Linked DNA regions of Mus musculus: region 1 is linked to region 2. Evidence: chromatin contacts called from public promoter capture Hi-C data. All regions are on one chromosome and are shown on one strand. Each heading gives the region's core, a stretch centred on a gene start, on an enhancer-like site or on the middle of the called end of the contact. The rest is flanking DNA. Distances are from core to core; before and after follow the strand shown.

Evidence for each region. Promoter capture Hi-C pulls out the DNA fragments that hold promoters and counts their contacts.
Region 1: a contact with region 2 is called in a promoter capture Hi-C map of hippocampal neurons, with 2.0 times the contacts expected there. The contact joins the promoter of Trim26 here to the enhancer-like site in region 2. A contact is called at or near these places in 15 of 39 promoter capture datasets (the 3T3-L1 cell line, 3T3-L1-derived adipocytes, the HPC-7 cell line and 11 more), 24 of 484 Hi-C or Micro-C datasets (CD8 T cells, the G1E-ER4 cell line, brown adipocytes and 16 more), 15 of 115 datasets of contacts at active chromatin or transcription factors (T-cell acute lymphoblastic leukemia, acute myeloid leukemia, bone marrow-derived macrophages and 6 more) and 4 of 9 other capture datasets (adipose tissue, embryonic stem cells, liver and 1 more).

What each region holds. Positions count from the first base shown.
Region 1 is chr17:36,834,274-36,839,823 of GRCm38.p6, forward strand. It overlaps Trim26 (tripartite motif-containing 26), which reads left to right and starts at 2,873. Exons shown (of 10, transcript NM_001025599.3): 1 at 2,873-2,991; 2 at 3,192-3,299.
Region 2 is chr17:37,058,799-37,064,147 of GRCm38.p6, forward strand. Gabbr1 (gamma-aminobutyric acid (GABA) B receptor, 1) reads left to right here. Exons shown (of 23, transcript NM_019439.3): 12 at 3,736-3,978; 13 at 4,532-4,595. Among named protein-coding and RNA genes, the nearest start is that of Gabbr1, 16 kb to the left of the region's middle. Within about 2 kb of position 3,678, at least 50 of the 459 cell types and tissues checked have an H3K27ac peak or open chromatin away from gene starts, as enhancers often do. A contact at or near this core is called in cerebral cortex, differentiating embryonic stem cells, embryonic fibroblasts and 3 more, where this site is marked.

The sequences.
Region 1 (5,550 bases), core at 1,623-4,122, 230 kb before region 2:
TCAGCTCTGCCTGCACCATGCCTCCCTGGATGCTGCCATGCTCCCACCTTGATAATAATAGACTGAACCTCTGAACTTGTAAGCCAGCCCCAATTAAATGTCCTTTATTAGACTTGCCTTAGTCATGGTGTCTGTTCCCAGCAGAAAAACCCTAACTAAGACAAGGTTTCTCAGTTCAGGCTTAGCTATCCTGATATTCAATCTGTAGACCATGCTAACCTCAGACTCGGAGATCTACCTGCCTCTGCCTCCAGAATGTTGAGGTTAAAGCCTATGTACTGTAAAAGTAACTTTTATTCACTTGGTGTAATTGTCATCTCAGATGGAGGCTTACTGAACTCTGGCTGGCTGGTCAACTCAACTGTTCTGGCTCAAACTCCTCTCCAAGCTGACAGATTAGTCTGGCTTCTCTCTCATCCTCTGACTTTTTGCTCTGCTTGGCCTCAAACTAACTCAGGTAATCTGTTCTGATCTTCTGGTTTCTTCTCATTCTCTGAATCGTTCTGTCTTCACCTGTGTCTAGCTTATCTCTCTTCAACCTGTCTCTGTAAAACTCTCCTGGTAAAACTACCTTCTCTCTTTCTGCACTCTCTTATGCGGTCTCACTTTCCTTTCTGTTCTCATGAGAGATGGGCATATCCTACTCTGTCAAATCTTTCTTTGATTCGTCACTTTGTCTGTCACTCAACTAGACATCACTTTCAAACATAGGTGCTTCCTTCGACTAACTTGACCTTCATTGTTTGAGAAAAAAGGTGTGTGCCAAGGCTGAGCCACACCACAACCAGAAACAGGTTTTTCCAGTGAACAACGCAGTCTCACAGGGTTAACGGTGTGATCAAACATCCTGCAACAGTGTGCCACCATGGCTGGCTTATTTGTTTATTTTATATGTGAGTAGTTCACCCGCATGCGTGTATGGGCCTGACCTGTCTGTATGCCTGGTGCCCAAAGAGATCAGAGTCTAGAATCCCCTGGATCTGAAATTAAAGGCAGTTGTGAATTGTCTTATGGTTGCTGGGCGTGGAATCCAGGTTTTCTACGAGAATAATTGCCCTTAACTTCTGAGCCATCTCTCCACACCCACATCTAAAAAAAAAAACCAAAAAAACAAAAAAACAAAAAACAACAACAAAAAACCCAAAAACAAAAAACAACAACAAAAAAAAAACCCACTATCAGTGTATGAGACATGCATAAATAAATCAAAATAGATTAATGTATGGTGGGTTACCCATTTAGACAGTGAATGAAAAAACAAGTGTTAGTCAACCGAGAGTCACCCACATTTCCAAAACCAAGCTCCCCTATCCCCTGCCCTTCAATCCTCATCATTACTAAAGACCAATGGGACCTGGCTTTTTTTTCACTTTCGCCACTGTCCTGCATTTTCACTATATGCATGTTCCATACCCCATATTATAAAGCCTGCACCATCACAGCCTGCCCTGCTTCTCACTCCACTTCCAATAAATCTTTTTCATGAGCTCTGTTGTGTAATATGATTTTTTTTTTTTTTGGCAGCATTCCTTGGCTCTGACCATCGTTGAGGTACTCCCTGTGACTATTCCTTAAGTATGGAGAAGATTTTTATTGTAGATATAAGGGAAACGCAGGCAGAGTGGGAAGAACCGGTACTGAATATGGGCAGCCTGGTCTACAGAGCGAGTTCCAGGACAGCCAGAGCTACATAGTGAGACTCTGTCTCTAAACAAAACAAAACAAAGCTCCCACCCCCAATATCAACTGAAAGAGCAGGTATCTAGTGATTTTAGGGTGTGCTGAGATCAAAGTCCAGAGCACAGGCATCCAGAACTCCGCTCCACCCCCTACAACAGCTCACAGGAAACTCAAAAGCACTCCCCATATGTTGGTGAAATGTTAGGACTTAGGACTCGGAGCCCTCCTGCAGCTCGGACTACTTCTTTGGAAGTAGCAGGAACTGTGGATTTCCTGCAGAGCAGAAAGCTGTGTGCAAAAAGGGCTTTCAGGCTAGTGGGCGTGGTCGAGTCCTTGGCTGTGGAGCTGCAGGAGGCTCTCAAAGCTCCTGTAGAGGGCCTCAGTACCAGATATTGCAGGTTCTGTAGTTTTTCTCAGTTTTCAACAAATTCCCCCTTCGTAGCCCAGGCTGGTATTGAACTCTAATGCCTCGGTTTCCCTAGCGCCAGGATCTTTAAATGTTTTGCATTTATTTATTTAGCGTAGGTGGAGAGTGCATGTGCTTGTGGAGCTTAGAGGACAACCAGAATAGATGTTCTCATGTCCCATCATGTGGGGGATATGGGATTTGAAAGCCAGTCATCTGATTTGGTGGCAAGCATCTTTACCCACTGAACTATCACTGTGGTGTGGGGTGGAGTGTGGAATGTGTATGTGTGTTTACTTTGTTCTGTACAGCAGGAACAGCACCTGCCTTGTGTAAGGAAGGCTAGTTGTCAAAAATGGTTCATCCTAGCCAGGAGCTTCGAAAATGATATTTGTGATGGATCTTGGAAAAACTTGATAGACTGGTCTGATCTTAGTTAGAGGCAGGCCCTGAGGAGGAAACCCCATCTAAAACCCAGCCCTTGCAGACACCCCAGCCCACCCCTAACCGCAGGGAATCAGAAATGGGGTCTCGAAAGCTATGGGGGCTTCAGCACCCTAACCTACACGAGGCCTCGCGCGACCTCAGCAGCTGGAAGACAACCGTGACGCACTGGCCGCTTCCGATTTCACTTTCCTTTTCTCGGGCCCGGCCGCTTCACCTCTTTGGCCGCTGCCTGGGGATTTGCCCAGTGATCAGTGACGTCAAGAATCCTGAAGTTCCCATTGGAGGATGGAGTTTGGCAAGAGCCAATCCCAGGGCTGGTCCCAGAGAAATCTCGGCGGAGGGCCCGGAGCTCCCGGAGACTGCTGGGCGGGGAGACTGTGGTGCCGGCTGCTTGCTCAGGACCTACCCCGCGGAGCAGCTCCAGGGAGAGGAGTGACCCGGCCCGGAGAGCGGCGCGGGTGAGTGCGGTTTGCACTGGTGAGGAGACGCGGAGGAGCGGCCGCCGTGCGACCCGGGTGGGGACAGCGAAGGCGGCCGCGGGCCCTGGGCAGGGCTAACCAGGCCCGGGCGCGCGGGACGGCGAGCTCGCGTGAGCGCCGCGTCCCCGGCTCGCCTTTGGGCCTTTCGCCCTGAGCTCGCCGTGTTCCTTCCTCCTCAGGTCCAACCCAGACTTACTTCAGTCTCTTCCAGTCCCCAGAGCCAGAAGTGAGCGGGACCCGGATGACGTTCCACCTGGTGGCTTGGAGCCCTGCATGACCAGAAGCAGGTCTTATATTTATGTATCTGTTTATTTTTTTTTTATTTATTTATCCTCAGAGTAAACTGGTTTAGCTAGTTGTACCAAGAGCTGTGCGTTCGTTATCACTGATGATTTTACTACCTAATTAGCTTAGGAAAAGAAAGTATAAACCTGGCTGTGGACTGGTGCACGCCTTTACACCCAGTGCTTGGGAGTTAGAGGCCAGTCTGGTTTACAGACTAAATGAATTCTAGGATAACCAGGGCTACAAAGAGAGCCCCTGTCTTGACCCCCACCCCCACCCCCACCCAAAAAAAAAAAAAAGAAAAGAAAAGAAATGTATGAATTTAACTTTGGGAAGTGAATAGGAGGAGACACTTAACAATTCCCCGTACATTCCAGATTTTGACAACACAACCATTTGTGTGTGTTTCAAAGAAGGGAAGAATGACATGCGCTCGTTCATGCATGCCTGAACCCCTTGTTAGTGAGATGGATTCATGATGCCTAGAGTATTCCTCCCAAGTTAAAACAAACAAACAAACAAACCCATATTTTTCTAAAAGAAAGCTTTCATTAATGCCTTTAAAACTGCAACTTTTAAATTTGATAATGATGACGATGGTGATGACAACGACAGGGTGTCTCCATGTATCCAAAATGGTCTGAAACTGACCATGGCAGCCCAGGTTAGCCTCCTGCCTCGAGTGCTTCGATTACAGAGATTACAGGCATCTGCCCACACTTTTGAATACACTTAATTTTTTTTAGAACAGTTGTACATTTACAGAAAAAATTGAGAAAACAGTGTGTGAAGTGTCTATAACTCCCAACTGATTTCCTTTCATTGACAAATAACACATTATTATTGGCCAAAGTCCACACACTATATTTATTCACCTTTTCCTTTTCACCTTATCCCTCCATATTCTCACCCAGGTTGCTGCACTGCATTGGTTTTTAGATTTGGTTTCAGAGTTTTCAGAGACACTTATGTAATGGATACCTCAGATAATGAACACACGAGGAGAAAGGTTGATTTTGGTTCACAGGCTTAGAAGTTGCAGCATATGACCCATTGGTACCTGTTGATCTGGGCCTACCATGAGGCAGCAGGCACAGAGAGAGCAGTGCGCAGAAGAACAAAACCACTCATGTAATAGGCAGGAAGAGAGGAGAAAGAGATACATCAGCATGCCACAGCCCCCTTCTATGATGCTATCTCAGTGTCCTAAAGTGGTACACCTCGTAAGGTCTGAATTGGTTTTCAGTAGTGCTGATGCAAGGAACAAGCCTCTGTAGACCAGGCTGGCCTCGAACTCAGAAATCCGCCTGCCTCTGCCTCCTGAGTGCTGGGATTAAAGGCGTGCGCCACCACGCCCAGCAGAACAAGCCTTTTTCACGTGGACTTTTGAAGCATATTCTGATATAAACACTTGGATGTGTGTTTGTATGGTATATCTTACTATTTTTTTTTATTTATTTTTCTTATTCACTTTACATCCTGTTCACTGCCCCCTTCCAGGTCACCCCCTCCCACAGTCCTTCCCCTATCCCTCCTTCCCTTCTCCTCTGGGGTAGGCGATGACTCTGGGTGTCCCCTCCAACCCCCAACATTTTAAGTCTCTGAGAGGCCGGGTGCTTCCTCTTTCACTGAGGCCGGCAAGGCAGCCTAGCTAGAACAGATCCTACACGTGGGCTTTTGGGATAGCCCCAGCTCCAGTTGATTAGGACCCACATGAAGCTGCACATCTGCTGCTACATATGAGGGAGGAGGCCTAGGTCCAGCCCGTGTGTATGTTCTTTGGTTGGTAGTTCATACTCTGAGAGCCACTCTTAAGATTGGGTTTGTGTGTTAAAGAATACAGTTAAGTTGCCATATTCAGCACAGCTTAGTAAGGATTTCATGTCAAGATTTAGGTGCAGCCCTCCTCACCCAGCTGAGTGTTTGCTGGTTTTCTACATTGTCAAGTTTTGCATTGCAGTTTTTTCCCTTTGCATACAGTATTACTGGGAAGGAAGTCACTTTGTTCATCTAAGGAATTAGGGAGTTACGGATTTTAAATTATTCCCTGTGGGAAATGTGTCCACTTCATTAATTTGTTCATCTCTTTATATCAGTATGGACTTGCAGGTATTGATACTTGCAAGATTGGATTACAGTCCAATAGTGCTTTTGTTGTTGTTGTTGTTGTTGCTGCTGAAATCAGTGCAGCTTTGAGTATTGAAAGCTGATTGCCTCCATGTCTCTCCTCTTTTAATGATGCCTTTTGAGTAA
Region 2 (5,349 bases), core at 2,428-4,927:
AAAGAAGCAGTCTTTTCAGGTGATTAGGGAAAATTATAGGCGGATCAAATGGCACCAAAAGAAGTGGATCAGAGTAAGAGTCAGACTGAAGGATGGAATGGGTAGGACCATAGAGAAACAGCAGAATTGCCGCAACCCCAGAAGGATGGCCTCAGGTGTGCTTGGATCAGTTCCCATACTCCTATCAGGGCCACCTGGAAAATTAGGTTAGTGAACCCTTTCCCTGGAGTTCCCTAGATCTGAGGTGTGGGACCTGAGGACTTCATTTCTGACAAATTCCTGAAGTTTCTGAGGCTGCAGATCTGGTCGCCCATGAGAACTATAGGGACGTGGTTTTCAACAGAGGTTGCAATGTCTGGAGGGTGAGGATGAGGGAGGGGTCCTCTAAATATCTTACCATGCACACAGTTCAACCCCCAGCAATAAGACTTCCCTGATTAAGTAGTTCAACAGCATAGGAATTGAGAAACCCTGGTTTATAGAAAGAATCTTAGGTATCATATCTGGGGAAATGGAGGATCCGAGATGATATAAACCCGACCCTACCTCCTCTAGAAAGAAAGAAAGAGAGAAAGAAAGAAAGAAAGAGAAGGAAAAAGAAAGAAAGGGAGAAAAGAATAACCATAATCTTTGCTGACTCAAAGGGGAAGAGTGGTTTTTCATGATTTTCAGTGTTACTCCTCTTGGCTAGCTGTACTGTCCTGAGTGAGCTGAGAATCTGAGGATAATATCATGCTGAGCAGATTAATCCCTTCCCAATATGGTGATTTTCTGATGGAATCTTTACTTTGAACTGAGGATTGGCTAGACCTGAACGCTGAAGGCCTGACTGCTCAGAAAGTGTTAGCTCGCTGCTGTCTGAGAGCTTCCAGGACAGAAGCAGCTCAGGGCAGTGCACAGTAAGCACAATGATGGATGCCAGACACCCTGGGCTGGAATCCCAGCATCACCACTGGCTGCTGGTAGTTACAGGACCCTGTGTCCTTGTTTCCTCATCTCTAACATAGAGATCATAACAAAGCACATTCGCTGAAATGTCTGAGGATTAAACACACTGATCTGTGTGCCTCGCACAAAGTAAGGACAATTTAAATGTAGCTGTCACCATGACCCCTACCACCACCACCCCAGTATCACCACCACCACCACCACCACCACCACCACCACCACCATCAACCTCTTTTCTCTCCTCCTGTATAGAGGGATGGTATTAATGAAACATTAGAACAAACAGCTTAAGAGGATTTCCTGATTTGATATGTATTTACTTGGAGTCTTATTCACTGGACACTGGGAGTATGAGAAAAAAAAGTGAGCTAAGTTTTGTGTCTTTTGTGGTTTTTTTTCTTTTTTGTCTTGGTTTTCATTTCACGTATTTTTAAGCATGTGCAACTATGTATATGGAGGTGCCAGTGGAGGTGAGAGATATCGGATCCCATGGAACTGGAGTTTCAAGGGCTCTTTACAGTAGCTTCTGCACTCTGGACCATTGAACTATCTCCAACCTACCTGCCTTTCTGTTTTGTTTTGTTTTGTTTTGAGATGAGAGTCTTACTATGTAGCTTTGGTTAGCCTTGAGCTTAGCTATGTACACCATAATTGTCTCAAATTTGAAATTCTATTTATTGTTTTTGTCTACCTCCTGGGTTTGAGATTATAGGTGTGCACCATTATGGACTACCCCCACCCCAACCCTTCTCTCTGAGTTTGGTCTTACTGTCTTGACCAGGTTGATCTTGAACCTACAGACTCAGACTCACACCCCCACACCCCCTTTAGCTTCATAAGTAGCTTGGTTATGCTGCTACTGTTCTTCCATTGAATTTGAGATCAGTGGTCATATATAGCCACAATGTGTTTGAGTAAATGGGACCTACAAGATGTAAGGTTTGGGGTCAGAATTACAGGCCTGAGCATTGGGAACAAAGACAAGGGTGCAACCAGGGAGACTCGTAGAGAGAGAATGTAATATACTTCATACGCAGTGTTTTATGTGTTCTTACTTAATCCTTGCTGGAGCACTTTAACACAGTATTATTCCCATTTTCAAGCTGAATACTCAGTTTAGTGAGATTTAATAACTTGCTTGAGATTTCTTAGTAGGTAAGTGGTTTAATTAGAGTTAGAACCCATTCATCTACTTATCCAACCAGACTTTCTTTTTACTTGGAGATGTTATTGTTTTAGGTTCACAGAAAAATTGAAAAGAAGGCCCGGAGTTCCCATACTTCCCCATGCACACCTTCTCCATTATCAGGTTACACCGCCACAGGAGTATACTTGTGAATGTTGATGATCTTTATCAACCAGCTGTTGTCACTCAAAGCTTGTGGCTTATATTAGGACCAGCTGTTAGAGTTTTGCATTCCAGGGGTACACGTGGCGTGTGTCTACCTTTGCAGTGCCATGTGAATTACAGATTTCCAGGGGCATTTATAGTATGTCCACTTTGAGCTGTGCTCAACGATAGGTACCAGTCCTCAAGAGAGGAATGGAGCTTCTTTCTGTTCTAGTGTAGTTGAGCCCAGACCTTTGTGTTTCAAGGCCCAAGCTATTTCTAGAAAATTAGACAGAAAAATAAATGTCTTTAGGGCATGGGAACAAGGTTTAAAGATTTTTTAAAATTTCATTTTATCCATTTATTTTATGTATGTGTTCACACCAAGGTGCATATGTGAAGGTCAGAAGTTAACCTTTGGGTGTTGGTTCTCTCCCTCCACTATGTGTGTACCAGAAATCCAACTCAGGCTTGGCAGTAAGTAGGTGCTTTTACATGCTGAATCATCTCACTGGCCAGGAACAAAGATTCTTCATTCGTGTATCATCTCTGCTTTGTTAGAGTGTGCCTGTGAACGTTCTAAACCCGACCAATTATCTGTGCAGTGACTCTGTGTCATACAAGTGCTCTGCCAAGACAAATTTAAATGTTTTCCTATCTGGTCAGGAAGGGAAGGTATGATGTTCTCTGTTATGTGGAAGGCAATTCTGAGAGGTTCAGGAATTCATTCACCCATAAGTAAGAAAGCCAAGCAGAGCTATTGTAAGCTATACGGCCAGTTCTCTTCATCCATGAAAGTTAAAGGGATTGCCGTTCTTTTTAGGTTCCTTAGAAAAAAGGTTGAGTGCAAAAAGGGGTGTGAATAGGACTGAATCTGGACCTGTACCATGTGAAGACTGCTTCCTGTGGCTGTCGCCAGTCCAAGGAGGCAGCCAACAGAAGTCATATCAGACTAGCGAGAAGTTAGCTCCCTAAAGAACAATCCTCCTGGTTCGCAGGCAGAGTGCAAAAGGCTGTGGTGTCGCCTTTTCTGGATCTTTCAAAATTGGAGGAGTTGTTAGCTCCTGGGTCACCTCTGCTGTAAGAGCCTGAGGGTTGGGAGAATGCCAGCTGCCTGCAATATCCATCTCTTCCTTGGCTGGGTCTTTGCTTCGCTCGTTTGCCATTCATTTCCCAGAGTGTTTATTCATCAGATTTCTCTGTTGTTTGTAGTTCTGAGCTAGCAGCTGTACACTCTTAAGACCATTGGACTCAGCTAATCCCCGCTTTTAGTCTTGTAGCTTCCAACCCAAGATAGACACATGGGTATAGCTAACGATTTTGTCTGTACATATGGTCTACCCCACAACACGAACACAAACCATCCGCTCGAGTCACAGTGTCTGAGCCAGAACTGAGGCCTCTCCCCCTGCGCCCACGCACATTTCAATGCTCTCTCCTCTTGTTCTTCCCTCCAGACATCACAGGAATTTGTGGAGAAACTAACCAAGCGGCTGAAAAGACACCCTGAGGAGACTGGAGGCTTCCAGGAGGCACCACTGGCCTATGATGCTATCTGGGCCTTGGCTTTGGCCTTGAACAAGACCTCTGGAGGAGGTGGCCGTTCAGGAGTGCGCCTGGAGGACTTTAACTACAACAACCAGACCATTACAGACCAAATCTACCGGGCCATGAACTCCTCCTCCTTTGAGGGTGTTTCTGTGAGTTACAGCAGCTTCTGTTGTGCACCCCATGAAAAGGGAGATGCCTGGAAGGTCCCTAGATACATTTTCTCAGTTATCTTTCTGTCAGAATCAGTAAAGCCGTCTTAGACTATGGAGGTGGGACCCCCCCAAACCAGAAAGCCATACAAAATATGGCAGTGAAAAGAATTGCTCTATTCTAGTGCTTTTCAAGCTGGTCAAGGTGTTTACAGTTTAAAAAAAGAGAACGACTTGAGAATTCATCTCCTCATTCCTTTTAAAGTAAGGAAATTAGTGCCCAGTAGGGTTTGGTGATTGCTCCTGATCCTCTCTCGGGGGGACTCTCTAATTCAGATCTTAAGATGAAGGAAGCTTCTTCTCCAAAGAATACTGTTTCCAGAATCTAGGGTATGTGCATCTGGGGTGTGTCCTACATGCAGCGGACGGATGCCATAAATAGCCTTCATTCAGAAGCTCAATTACATCAAAAACAGAAGGTTTCGGAGTCCCTGATGTTCTCTTTTCCTCCTGCTTTTATCCCCTCTGCCTTCCTCCACATGTTTCTCCTCAGGGCCACGTGGTCTTTGATGCCAGCGGCTCCCGGATGGCATGGACGCTTATCGAGCAGCTACAGGGTGAGCCCGGGTGTGAGGGGGCTCAGGGAGGGGCAGGCAGGGCTGGGCAGGGACTGGGCTGAGGGCTCTCTTGGAAGAACATTGATCAGCCTCCACAGATTGCCAGGTACATTTTGCCTACATTGCATTGTGTTCGTCAGGCTTTTAAATACTGATAAAAAGAACATGGGTAGGATCTTTGCAGTGATTCTGTTCTTTCAAAGGGGCATACAGGTTAAAAAAAAAAAAAAAGCAGCTGTTCTTTCTTCCCAGTGGCTTTAGTTTTAGTCCCAGAAGTTGCCTGCCTGAGGCTGGGTTGAAAGGTGAAGAGCTGTCCAAAAAGTGTGTCCAAAAAGATCAAGGAAAGCTGGCTTCTTTTAAAAGGAATTCACTCAGTTCCTTGCTATGTGAGAACAGCATTCCAGTCCTACTGGCCTTTCTAGATAGCGTTCCCTGTAACTTAGTTCTGAGGAGTCTGCAGACCTACTGTGAGTTAATCCTTCCGTTCCACCTGACTTAGCCTCTTGTGGGTGTGGCCAAGAGACCCATTTCTTAGCCTCTGGGAAAAGTTTCTTTCTCCCTCCCTCCCTCCCCCCACCAACGTCTGCCACCAAATCCTCTCAGCTCTCTTTGTATATGGGACAAGTGAGGCTGGACTTCAGCCAGGGCGAAGTGGGTGTGAGATGGCGTTTGGAAGGAAAGTTGTATTAACTGTGGCCATTCTGCAAAGAGACACCTTAGGAGTGACTGCCTTTTACTGCCTTGTACTTTAAGA